Regions from separate parts of the Mus musculus genome. Here all the other regions are linked to region 3. A link is a contact called in public HiChIP or PLAC-seq data. All regions are on one chromosome and are shown on one strand. The core of a region is the stretch at or near the end of the contact, and the rest is flanking DNA. Distances in the headings are between cores, read along the strand shown. Region 1 overlaps Tyw1 (tRNA-yW synthesizing protein 1 homolog (S. cerevisiae)). Region 2 overlaps Adgrd1 (adhesion G protein-coupled receptor D1). Region 3 holds the start of Nipsnap2 (nipsnap homolog 2).

Region 1 (3,665 bases), core at 162-2,661, 550 kb before region 3:
TGATAATCCTGGGTCCCGAGCTCGTCCTCGCTGCTGCTCTCACAGGGCTCTTCCTCCTGCAAGGCCAGAACGTCAGAATCCCACACAAAGCTCAGCTCTCACGTCCCTGTTTTATTGTGTTTGGGTCAGTTTGTGCTGCTGGTGATGGATTCCCTGGCCTTTCACAATCCTGGGCAGGCACTCCACCACTGCCTCACTTCAAAGCACCTTTACAGTGTTTTTGTTTGAGTATTCTTTGCTGCTTTTTAATCATTATTTTGTGTTACATGCATGTGTGTGTGTGTGTGTGTGTGTGTGCACGCACACACACACACACACACACACACACACACACGACAAGCCTGGAACCCAGGTCATGGAGTTTGGTGGCAAGTTCCTTTACGTTCTGAGGCATCTTACTAGCCCTGACTGATTAGTAATAATTTTTAAAAATATAAATCATGTGGGGCAATGGTGGCGCACGCCTTTAATCCCAGCACTTGGGAGGCAGAGGCAGGCAGATTTCTGAGTTCAAGGTCAGCCTGGTCTAGAGAGTGAGTTCCAAGACAGCCAGGACTACACAGAGAAACCCTGTCTCAGGAAAAAAAAAATCATCTTACCTCTCTGGCATCAAAGTGATCCCTGTGAAAAGGCATCACAGAGTCCGTCCGTTTGGAGAGATGGCTCAGTGGTTAAGGGCCCTGACTGCTTTTCCAGAAGACCTGAGTTCAGTCCCCACCCACATGGCAGCTGCCAACTGTGTCTATTGTTGGTTCTAGGGGATCCGGTGCCCTCTCCTGGGCCCGATGGGTGGGAGCTGCACCCACACCGTGCACAAACCTACTTACAGGCCACATAAGCAAACAAACCTCACAAAGTGACAAAAACTAATCCCTCAGCAAACTTGCCCTGTGCCTACAGGCTGGACAATGCTGGGGGAAGAAAACCGCAGGCAGGCACACGGGGAAGTGTGGGCTACAGGGTAGCTGGATGGGACAGCACTTCCCAGCAGGCCTGGGGCCACCAAGATGCTGCTTTGAGTAACAGTGCCTGCAGCCTGGGCTCTATCTCCTGGATCCACTTGGTGACGGAGGGAACTAACTTCTACAAGGTGTCACCTGACCTCTACACATGCTCTGCAGCATGTGTGCACATGTACAAACACACACACGTAAGAAATTTTTTTTTTTTAAATTTTGGGCAGAGACTTGTTTGCTTCTAGATAACAAAATAGTAATGTGTCACAAAAACTGTCACCCAACAATGGGCCATATGTGTGGCAGTGGCCCCATGGTCCCATATTGCCTGTGACATCACAGCCCTCTCCGTTTCTTTCAGCATACCCGCTGATGCCCACCTAGCACTGGAGCAGCCTGAACACGTCACTGCTCAGAACAGATTCTGAGGTTAAGTGCCATGTGCCTGTGACTCATTTCTGCAAACAAGTATAATGAAGTGACTTCAATTCAGCGCTGTGTAAAGGGCCAACCGTCAGCACATAGAAACAATCCCAGCCTCAGCTCTACCGCTCTGTCAGGCTTACTCCAGATGTTACTGTGCAATAGGGAGGGATGAGCACAGCTGTGACCCCAAACCCTCAAAGGAGAGGCAGACAGACTGACAGAGTGCTTCCATAGCACTTAGAGCCCTGGGTTCCGCCTCAGCACTGGATGCACACAGCCTGGGGATGCATACCTATATTCCCAGCACTCTGAAGGTGGAGGCCGGAACACCACAAGTTCAAGGTCACCCTCAATCAAGCAGGTGCCAATCAATGTCACCTGAGCTACATGAGACCCTGTCTCAAAATTAATCAATCAAATTTTAAAATTGGCAGCAGGTGACATTTAGCTGGTGAGACACTTAGCTGACGATCTCGGGCTCCTCTGTAACTCAGGCTCAGAACCTCATCTCTGACAGAGACGAACTTACTGCCTCTCAAAGGAACTCATTTCATCTTCACATAAAATCTAATCAGAACTGCCATTAACTTGGCTCTGTGACCTTCAGAAAATTTAAAACCTGTCTTCAATAGAAGATGAATGCAGAGGATGAGAGATGGGTCAGCTGCTCCAGGAGAGCGCCTGGGTCCAGTCCCTAGCATCCACTTGGTAGCTTACAATGGTCTGCAACTCCAGCTGTAGGGAACCCACACCCTCTTCTGGCCTCCACAGGCACTGCAGGCATGTGCTACACAAATACACTAGCAGGCAAAAGACTCATACACATACATTTTAAAAAAATAAATAAATGAATAAATGCTTTAAAAAAACCAAAAGAAGTTAAATGTAACTCATAGAAGCCACTGGGGTTAGAAAATTAATGTGAAGCACCCCCATCCTCCCCAGAAATGGACCGGTCCAATTACAGCAACCCCAGGGTACCGACATTACAGAGTTCGCCCGCTGTGCCTAAAAGATTTAGGGAGAAGTAGCCACAGTAGGCTGCCTCTGTCGTGGAACAACTGCGCAAACATTAAGGGAACGTAAAGCTGGAAGAGTGGATGGGAAAAGTCACCTATGCTGGTGGGAGGCAGAACACAAGCAACAGTAAGCCACTGAGAAATCGCCAGCAAACTGGGAAACAAAGTGCAGGGGTGCGGAAGAGATGTGAGGAGATCACATCCCGGAAGGAAAACGGCAGAGGCTTCTAAGTGACTGAAAGGGGCTGGGGAGACTGTTCCGTGGTTAAAGTGCTTGCTGGGCAAACATGAGGACCAGAGTTTGACTCCCTAGTTCTAATCCCTATAAACGCTGCATGAGTATGGCTGCCCACCTGAATTCCAGCCTGACTAACCCGCCAGCGCGCGCTCTCTCTCTCTCTCTCTCTCTCTCTCTCTCTCTCTCTCTCTCCCTCCCTCCCTGAGTGCCGGGTTGACTGAGATACCCTACCTCAATGAATAGGGTACAAAAGAAATCAAACACGATTCCAAACATTAACCTCTGGCCTCCACATGTGTACATATACACGAACACACACACACACACATATGCCCACAAGCATACACACACATACATGCACACCACATACACATGTATGAAAATGGGGGAAATACAAACTTTAAAATATAGTCTGTATAAGGAGAGCAGTGTAGCCCGTGTCTACCCGGAATACATAAGATGACAGACTAGACAGACTGCAGACAGGAGTAGCTGCAGAAAGCCTGCTACAGCACACTAGGGAAGAAAGTTACTGGCCATTCGCAGGTAACGGGAGAGCAGATGCCTGACACTCAAAGTCACCTGTCATTTGACACGTATGCTCAGCACCAAGAACCACTCCCCCACCCAGTATGGCACTTGCTGGTAATGAAGGTAATGAAGAGAGGGAAAAGCAGGATGCAGGTGGAGTGAGGAGAGTGAGCAGGGGCCAAGGTTAGGTAGAGGGGCAGGGTTTCTGAAACAGTAGGGAAACTGCTGAGGAGGAGGAGGAGGAGGATGACGATGATGATGATGACGACGATGACGACGACGACGACGGCGACGACGACGACACAACCAAGCACACCTCTGATCTCAGCGACATACTGATATCCTGTCTTAAGAGAAACATTGCTCTTTCCAGGTGTGGTAGCATGTCACTGCAATCTTAGCAGTCAGGAAAGAGGTCACAAGTCAAGGCCAGCCTGGACTACACACACCCAGTTCCAAGGCAATTGAGAGCACAGGGCAAGGCCCCGTCTTAAA
Region 2 (4,025 bases), core at 504-3,003, 600 kb after region 3:
CAAAGTGCTCTCAGAACTCACAGTAATCGAATGAATACCCCACTTAAAGATAGGTAAAAGGTCAAAGCTCAAAACAGACTCCTCCCCCCCAATAGACAAAATGTATAACATCAGAAATGGACCCTGATATCCACTCCCCAAACAAGCACACATTAGGGTGGCACATCTCTGAAGCATAGTGCAGGGATGGCTGCTACAGGGGTGAGGTTGGCCATGCATCAGTGTGGCCCATTACATAGTGCAGGGGTGGGTGCTGCAGGGGTGAGGTTGGCCATGCATCAGTGTGGCCCATTACATAGTCCAGGGGTGGGTGCTGCAGGGGTGAGGTTGGCCATGCATCAGTGTGGCCCATTACATAGTGCAGGGGTGGGTGCTGCAGGGGTGAGGTTGGTCATGCATCAGTGTGGTTCAATACTCAATCACAGTGCAGGGCTGGGATGCTGCTGCGGGGAGGTTGGTCATGCGCAGAGGTGGGAGGCCCCTGGCAGCCCTCTGTTCCTTGGACTCAACTTCACTATGGGTTTTTTTTTTTTAACATTTATTTATTTATTACATGTAAGTACACTGTAGCTGTCTTCAGACACTCCAGAAGAGGACGTCAGATTTCATTATGGATGGTTGTGAGCCACCATGTGGTTGCTGGGATTTGAACTCGGGACCTTTGGAAGAGCAGTCGGTGCTCTTAACCACTGAGCCATCTCGCCAGCCCCCACTATGGGTTTTTAATGCTTTAAAACAAGGAGGCTGCCCAGGGCAACAGCACAGTCATGCCAGACTAGCGTCCATGCACCTGGTCTGCAGAGCCAATGAAGAGGCAGCGTGGGAACCTAGTTTTACTGAGGGCAGGCCACCGTGCTGACTAGGCTGCATAGGAAGGTGGGTGCTCCGCCTAGGCGGCAGCTCCCCTTCCCCCTCCTGCCACTAAAAGATGACGCTGGGGCTGCCATTCTCTTTTGTTTCCAATGGGAACTTGGAAGATCTGACTTTTGACATAAAATCGCAACTCACTCAGAAGGTCATTGAAAATCTAAAAACTCACAGGGCAGGAGCCACCAAACTATCCAAAGGCCTGGCTTGACATAGCATATATGACGTTAACCAACATGGGGTGGCACAATGACTAATAGCCAGCCTCCTGGCTCCATCAGAAACTTCCTTAGGAAGACTCTGAGTCCCCCTTCTCATCAATAGGAAGACTGGCCTCCAAAGGACCTCCTCTATTTTATAAGCCTTGGTGTAAGACATCCTCCTGGGGTTGGCAAAGATGACACGGGGCAGCCCCCCTCTGAAGGACACACAGTGCCCCTGCCCATGGGTCACTGTGGACTGCCAGTGATTACGTCAGAGCTTCCTGCTGGGGATTGTGTAATTTTAGTAATTTTGATGCTCTGAAGAACACTTGGATCCTAAGCAGGGCCAAAGCGTTATTGTGCTTGACTTTGAAAGTGAGAATAACAAAGCCCTTCAGTGAACAAATGAGGAGCAGATGAGGAGAGGATGTTTACAAGTCTCTCTCTGCATCCCTGGCTTGGAAAACAGCACGTGTTCGTTTCAAAGAACCTGCTAGATGCCTGGTGCTTGCCACGGGCCCAAGGCCCATGGGGGTGGGGGTAGGGGGATGAGCTGTTACCTAGGAAACCTTGACCTCAAGCGGTCCTCACTGAGAGCCATCGCTGAAATTCAGATGGAGCCTCCATAAGTACGAAGGCAAAAGTGTTTCCAGCCTTGGGAGTGGGAGAGAATCCAGAAATTTGATATCTTCCCTAGCTGCATTTCCCCACCTTGCAGAGGAGGAGCTATGAGCTCAGCTGAAGCACCCACAGAGCAAACCCAAGTCTCCCAGGATTCTGCAGCTCATTGTTGAAGACTCCTTTGATCCATCAGGCGTCTGTCTCCCAGCAAAATAGTAACTGTTACCCTTCTTGTGTTACAAATGAAGAAATGGAACAAAAGTGGTTGAATATGATACCGATACAGGGTCTATAAAGCTCCAAAGTACAGAGTTAGCACCTGGCCTGACGTCTTAACAGGCTGTGCCACCTCCTTCAAATGGGCCATAAAAGGACCCGAGCTACTTCAAAGACATTGTTCTCAACCTTAATCAATGCTGCAACCCTTTAATACCCCCTCCATAAAATCATTTTCATTGTTACTTCATAACTGTAATTTTGCTACTGTTATTGTTGGCATCAAGAACTGGCTTTACAGTCAGGATCTGCCTTTACGGTCTCGAGTCATCTCTGAATGCAGCGATGACCGTGATGTCACCCATTTGCGTCAGGGACCTGCTCATCTGTTGTCATGGCAACAGAGTCCCAGAGTCCACCTGGTTCATCTCCCACCTCTACCTGCAAGTGACTACATCACAGTCTAAATAAAAGGCATCTTGGCCTTCACTCTTTTCCCCCTTCATCTCTGTCGCCCTCCTTTTGCCCCTTCCCCCCACAATAAACCTCTCTCACTTGGAACTGTACTGGCCTGGCATGGTCTTTCCAGAAGCAAGCTGCGTTTCTTTTTTTTTTTTTCAAAGATTTATTTATTTATTATATGTAAGTACACTGTAGCTGTCTTCAGACACACCAGAGGAGGGCATCTGACCTCATTATAGGTGGTTGTGAGCCACCATATGTTTGCTGGAATTTGAACTCAGAATCTCTGGAAGAGAAGTCAGTGCTCTTAACCGCTAAGCCATCTCACCCGCCTGCAAGCCACGTTTCTAACACAACAGTTATGGATTGTAATGTAGATATCTGGTATGTGACCCCAGTGGGGATGTGTGTGTCTCGACCCATAAGTTGAGAACCCCTGTCCTAGAGTCTTAGTATGAAGGATCCTGGCCTATGCCCTGGCTAGTTTCTGTCCAGGTCCTCTCTGCATGCCACATGAAACCCCTCTGTGGACCTGGTCACCTTCTTCCTCTGATACCTTGCACTTTCCCCAGTGCCCCCTTGGTTCAGATGTCCAGTGTCCAGCTCAGCTAATAGCATACCACAGAGCTTCTCCACTTACTCTGAAACTCAGTCACTTCCCATTGGATCTAAAGGTGAATTCTTAACCAAGATGGCACAATGCCCCAGCCTCTCCTCCTGCCTTACTGCCTGCCTGCTCCCTGATTGGCAGGCTGTCTTCCCCAGAACTTTCCGCACTGTGCTGAGAGCAGCTTCAAGGCCATATCACCCTAAAGGTGCGGAGACAGGGAGATTTAACCACATTTTATCTTCTGCACACAGCTTCTACCTTGATTCCAGACAATAACTGGGCACCAGTTCATGTCACCTTCATTACGCAGAAAACCAGCCTCACATAGGCACTGGGGTAGCAGCAATCACACAGCAAGCTCATAGTCAGGGCTTTGACCTTGGCATGAATGAGGTCACCTTGTGACAAGTATTGTCCTGGCACCTTCTCAAGCTGTGGTCAAGAAGGAGCCCTGTGCCACACTAAATGCGACAGAAGGTCCAGTTGGTGCTAAACTCACCGGGAGGGTTGAAGGTGGCCTTCCACGTCATGGAATTATCACGTGTGTACAGCTCCACAGAGCCCTTTCCACCACTAGAGCAGACTTTGAACCCGTCAGAGACGACCTGTCCCCCGTATGCGTACGGGGCTGGTCGGGTCTGGTCTCCTTGAGTCTTCCAGAAGAATGAAAATGTCACTCCTGAAGAGAAAAGCAGGCATTTATCAGTTGGTACTTCAGAGGCATGAAACATTACAGCACAGTGAGGGCCAGGTACTGTCCCAAGAGTGTGACCTGAGCCATCACCTCCTTCCAAATAGTACAAAGCCCTGCTCCCATTCCCAGGGCACGGAAGAGGGAACTGAGACCACTCCGTTAGTGACTGATGGAAGTCAGATACAGACCCAAGCTGGCTGCCTCTGGGTGTGCAAACGTGAACAGTCTCCACCCCACCTGCTCACCCCGATCCTGACAACGATATCACACAGGAAGGAACGTCTTCATTCGTACTGCTTACACACAGCACCTTTTTAAAGATTTACAGCCTCCAGGATGTCCTCCCACATCC
Region 3 (3,897 bases), core at 454-2,953:
AATAATTTGCACCTACAAGTTGCATCTGTCCTGAAACAAAAGCATTCACACACTTTTCCCTCGAGATGTGTCTCTTGTCCTCTGTGTGTCTGTGTGAGATACACACCCCAGTACTAAAGATTGCCAGTAAATCAGACAAGCCATATTATATGGTGCTCTCATAATGCTGGAGAGATGGCTCCATGCCTAAGACCACCTGTTCCTTTCCTAGAGGGGCAGAGTTCCGATCCCAGCACCCAAGTGGTGGCTTACAACCATTTCTGTAACTGTACTTCAGAGGGTCAGAGACTTTCTTCTGGTCCCTGAAGGCCCAAGGCATGCACACGGTGCACATACATAGATGCAGGTAAAAACCACACATACGCACAAACAAAAGAAATCTGAAGGCAAGTTCTGGAGCTGGTGAGATGGCTTAAGGGGTAAAGAAACTGGCTGCTAAGTTTGATGAACTACATTCAATTTCCCAGACCCACATGGTGGAAGAAAATCAATTACACACACGTGGCAGAGAGCTCAGAGGTTAAAAAAAATCTTAAAAAAAAAAAAAAGGAATATTTCAATTAGCCAAGGCTGGCCTGCAACTGCACACCTGCAACTGCAGAACTTTGGAGTCTGAAGCAAAAGGTTTGCTGAAGGTTCAAGGCCAGCCAGGAATATATGTAGTAAGATCTTGTCTCAAAATACATACATACATACATACATACATACATACATACATACATACATACATACATAGGGCCTGGAGAGATGGCTCAGGGGTTAAGAACACTTGCCGCTCTAGAAGAGAACTCAGATTCAATTCCCAGCCCCGACATGGCGGCTCACAACCCTCTGTAACTCCGGGTCGTTGGGGATCCAAAACCTTCTCCTGGCTGCCCCAGGCACCTATGTGTTAGCCACACATGAAAGCAAACACTTATACACATAAAATAAAAAAATAAATCCTACAAACCGCTTAAACAGCAAATAAGCATATAAAGGAAGAAAAGAAGGGAAAACAAATCTGTCGGTAAATTCGGATGGCCTTTCGTTATTTAAACGTGGGGATGTCAAGGTGACAGGTTGACACACCGAGCACAGTCTCCGCGGAGGTCAGGAAAAAAGAAAAAGTTTCGACAGCGAACTCCGCCATCTACTACAGCTGGCCACCGTGGGTTACTTTTTTTTTTTTTTTTTTTTGCCACTCCGCTTTCAAATTTAAGGGCTGTCCCGACTGGGGACCCCGGGGTACAGCTTCCCCAGGGAGACCAGCCATCCTTTTGCTTCTCTGCACGACCTGGGGCGAGGCATTGCTACTGCGAGGGGCGCAGCGCGCAGAGGCTGAGGGCGGACGTGGCCCGCGAGCCCGGGCGTCCCCGGCAAGGGCGGCGCCGGCAGGACGGTGACCTTGAGCCCCACGGGGGCCCGGGAAGGCGCCGCAGCCTCGCCAGCCCTCGGTCGCCTGGGACTCGGGAGGCCGGCCCCCCGGCGTCCCCTGCCCGCCCCGGGGACCCCGCGCCCTTCGCCCCACGGCGGCCCCTCCCCGGCCGGGCCCCGGAAAGGGCGGCGCTGCTCACCGGAGCCCCGGCAGGAAGCCGCTCTGGGCGGCTGGCCGCAGCAGGCCTCCTCGCGCGAGCAACACCCGCGCCGCCATCTTGCTCCGGAGCCTGAAGCTCCTACCGCCTCGGTGTCGCTGACGCCGCCGCTACCGCGACCCCTCCCCCGGCCGGGCCGACCAGGCTGGGGCGGGGCGGGGCAGGGCGCTAGGCCGCTGTAGTGCAGGGGAGCGGCCGCTAGGGGGAGCAGCGTGGCGCCTCAGTGCTGCCGCCAGGGGGCGTGCCAAGAAGTTGCTGAAGATATCCGTAGATCCCGCGAGGGGAGTTCAGGGTCTCTGAAGTCCGAGTGAGAAAGGAACCTGGAATGTACACGGGGAGATCCACGGGAAAGGAGTAGATCTGTGCATGTGGGGAATCCAGAGTCTGATTTTATGGTTGAGGGCCACCACAAACATGAGGAAACGTGTTAAAGTTTTAGCAGCATCAGGAAAGTCGAGAACCACTGGTATAGGGGGAAGTGTATTCTGTAAGGATAATAAAAGAGCTATGGATATAAGCATAAACTTCAGCAAGATAAGAGTAGGCAAAAGCAGAACTAGATCCCGAGGAATCAGAGAAATAGGGAGCAGCCTGGGCCTCAGTTACATGCAGAGGCCAAGAGAAGGATACTCTCCAATTGGTGGCTGCCTTCCTGGTTCTGAGTTAGAAGACGGATGGGAGCTGTAATCTTGAAGCTCAGGAGTTGTGGTTTTCTTTATCTTTTAAATTTTTCTCTTCCTAGTCTATGTGCATCATCAGTGTTTTGCCTGCATGTATGTCTGTGTGAGAGTGTGGGTGGAGCCCCTGGCAATTGGAGTTGCAGGAGGTTGTGAGCTGCCATGTGGGTGCTAGGAATTGAACCCCAGGTCCTCCGGGAAGAGCAGCCAGTGCTCTTAATCGCTGAGCCATCTTTCCAGCCCCATGGGTACAGTTTTTCTAACAAGAATTTGGACAAATGACAGGGTCTGGTCTTGTGGGTGGTGGAGGAGCGGTTCAGACTGGGAGAGGCACTCCTTTGAATGTGAATGAGGCTGAGAGCGGTCCATAAAACTGTAGACCCAACTGTGGGAGGCAGATATGTGACTTGCTGCGGGCAGGGCCTCTTCAAGCGTCGGTGAGCCCTGCCTTTTTTATACAGATCCTTCATTTCTCAACTTAGCTGAGACAGGGTCTTTATGTGGCGCCCAGTCCGGCCTCAAACTGATGGTAATCTGTTTACCGCTCTTGAGTCGGGGTTGAACCTGGGAGAATGGAGCCTAAAAACGAGGCGGACTAAAGTCTCAAGCAATAGCGTTTATTCAGAGCATCAGACGATTTATACTCTGAGGGTATAGAAGAACCACAGGAGTTAGGTGTGTAATCATAAGGACAAGCCACACGTGGCAAAAAAATAATAAAAGCAGCAAGCAGTAATGAGTGATCTGGAGTGAACTCACTGCGATTCGCTACACCTGGGAGGGGTGTGAAGCACAGTCTATGAACAAGTTTTGTGTTTTGAAGAAACTGAGGTTACAAGACTCATTTGGAGTTTCTCACAAGCATTCAGAGTTCCCCTCATGCGACTCCATCCTTGGGTCCTGCCTGTTCTGACAGGAATCCTTTTGTAATCTCAGGGTAAACTCCTGGGTTGAGATTACTTGCAGAGCCGTCATAAGCTGTTTAGTTATTGGACCTCATTATTCAGACCAGGATGGCCTCAAACTCTCAATGCTCCTGCCTCTGTCTCTGCGGTGCAGGGATCATAGGTATGCAGTATTGCACTTGACTCAACTTTATAGGTTAGGAGTTTCAACTCTCTCTTGGAATGCAAACTTGGCGTTTATGCATTTCTTTGATGACTCTGCTTTTGTGCTCCTTAGCATTAGGCCATATTTTTCCTGTATTCCCCACCCCCAAACCCATTGCCATTTGGCTCTAAAGTTTCATTAGTTCTTTAGTCCAGTGCTCTCCTCCCTTCCTAAGTACTGGTGACTGTACTTAGGGCCTTGAATATGTTAGGCATGTGTTCTATTAATGAGCTTGCATCTTCAATCTATTTTTGAAATAGGTTCTACCAAGTTGCCTGGGCTTGCTGTGCTCAGCACTTAGCCTCCTGAGTGCTATATTATAAGTGTATGCCATGGGCTGGAGAGATGGCTCAGGGGTTAAGAGCACTGACTGCTCTTCTGAAGATCCTGAGTTCAAATCCCAGCACCCACATGATGGCTCACAACTATTTGCAATGAGATCTGATGCCCTCTTCTGGCTTGTCTGAAGACAGCTACAGTGAGTGTATTTAGATATAATAATAAATTAATTGATTAAAAAAATAAGTGTAGGGGGC

Evidence for each region. HiChIP or PLAC-seq counts read pairs in DNA pulled down with a chosen protein or histone mark.
Region 1: a contact with region 3 is called in an HNF4G HiChIP or PLAC-seq map of pancreatic cancer cells. The contact joins the enhancer-like site here to the promoter of Nipsnap2 in region 3. A contact is called at or near these places in 4 of 39 promoter capture datasets (HPC-7-derived erythroid cells, liver and pre-B cells), 8 of 484 Hi-C or Micro-C datasets (the Ba/F3 cell line, bone marrow-derived macrophages, embryonic stem cells and 4 more), 2 of 115 datasets of contacts at active chromatin or transcription factors (bone marrow-derived macrophages and pancreatic cancer cells) and 1 of 9 other capture datasets (liver).
Region 2: an H3K4me3 HiChIP or PLAC-seq map of embryonic forebrain shows a contact between it and region 3, with 4 times the contacts expected there. The contact joins the enhancer-like site here to the promoter of Nipsnap2 in region 3. A contact is called at or near these places in 6 of 39 promoter capture datasets (the HPC-7 cell line, HPC-7-derived erythroid cells, cranial neural crest and 2 more), 2 of 115 datasets of contacts at active chromatin or transcription factors (embryonic forebrain and embryonic stem cells) and 1 of 9 other capture datasets (embryonic stem cells).

The regions. Positions count from the first base shown.
Region 1 is chr5:130,271,012-130,274,676 of GRCm38.p6, reverse strand. Tyw1 (tRNA-yW synthesizing protein 1 homolog (S. cerevisiae)) reads right to left here. Exons shown (of 16, transcript NM_001015876.2): 7 at 1-56. Among named protein-coding and RNA genes, the nearest start is that of Tyw1, 16 kb to the right of the region's middle. Within about 2 kb of position 1,411, at least 14 of the 459 cell types and tissues checked have an H3K27ac peak or open chromatin away from gene starts, as enhancers often do. A contact at or near this core is called in pancreatic cancer cells, where this site is marked.
Region 2 is chr5:129,122,044-129,126,068 of GRCm38.p6, reverse strand. Adgrd1 (adhesion G protein-coupled receptor D1) reads right to left here. Exons shown (of 25, transcript NM_001347486.1): 5 at 3,479-3,658. Among named protein-coding and RNA genes, the nearest start is that of Gm46923, 7.4 kb to the right of the region's middle. Within about 2 kb of position 1,753, at least 23 of the 459 cell types and tissues checked have an H3K27ac peak or open chromatin away from gene starts, as enhancers often do.
Region 3 is chr5:129,722,881-129,726,777 of GRCm38.p6, reverse strand. It overlaps Nipsnap2 (nipsnap homolog 2), which reads right to left and starts at 1,703. Exons shown (of 10, transcript NM_008095.4): 1 at 1,557-1,703. The coding sequence starts at 1,633.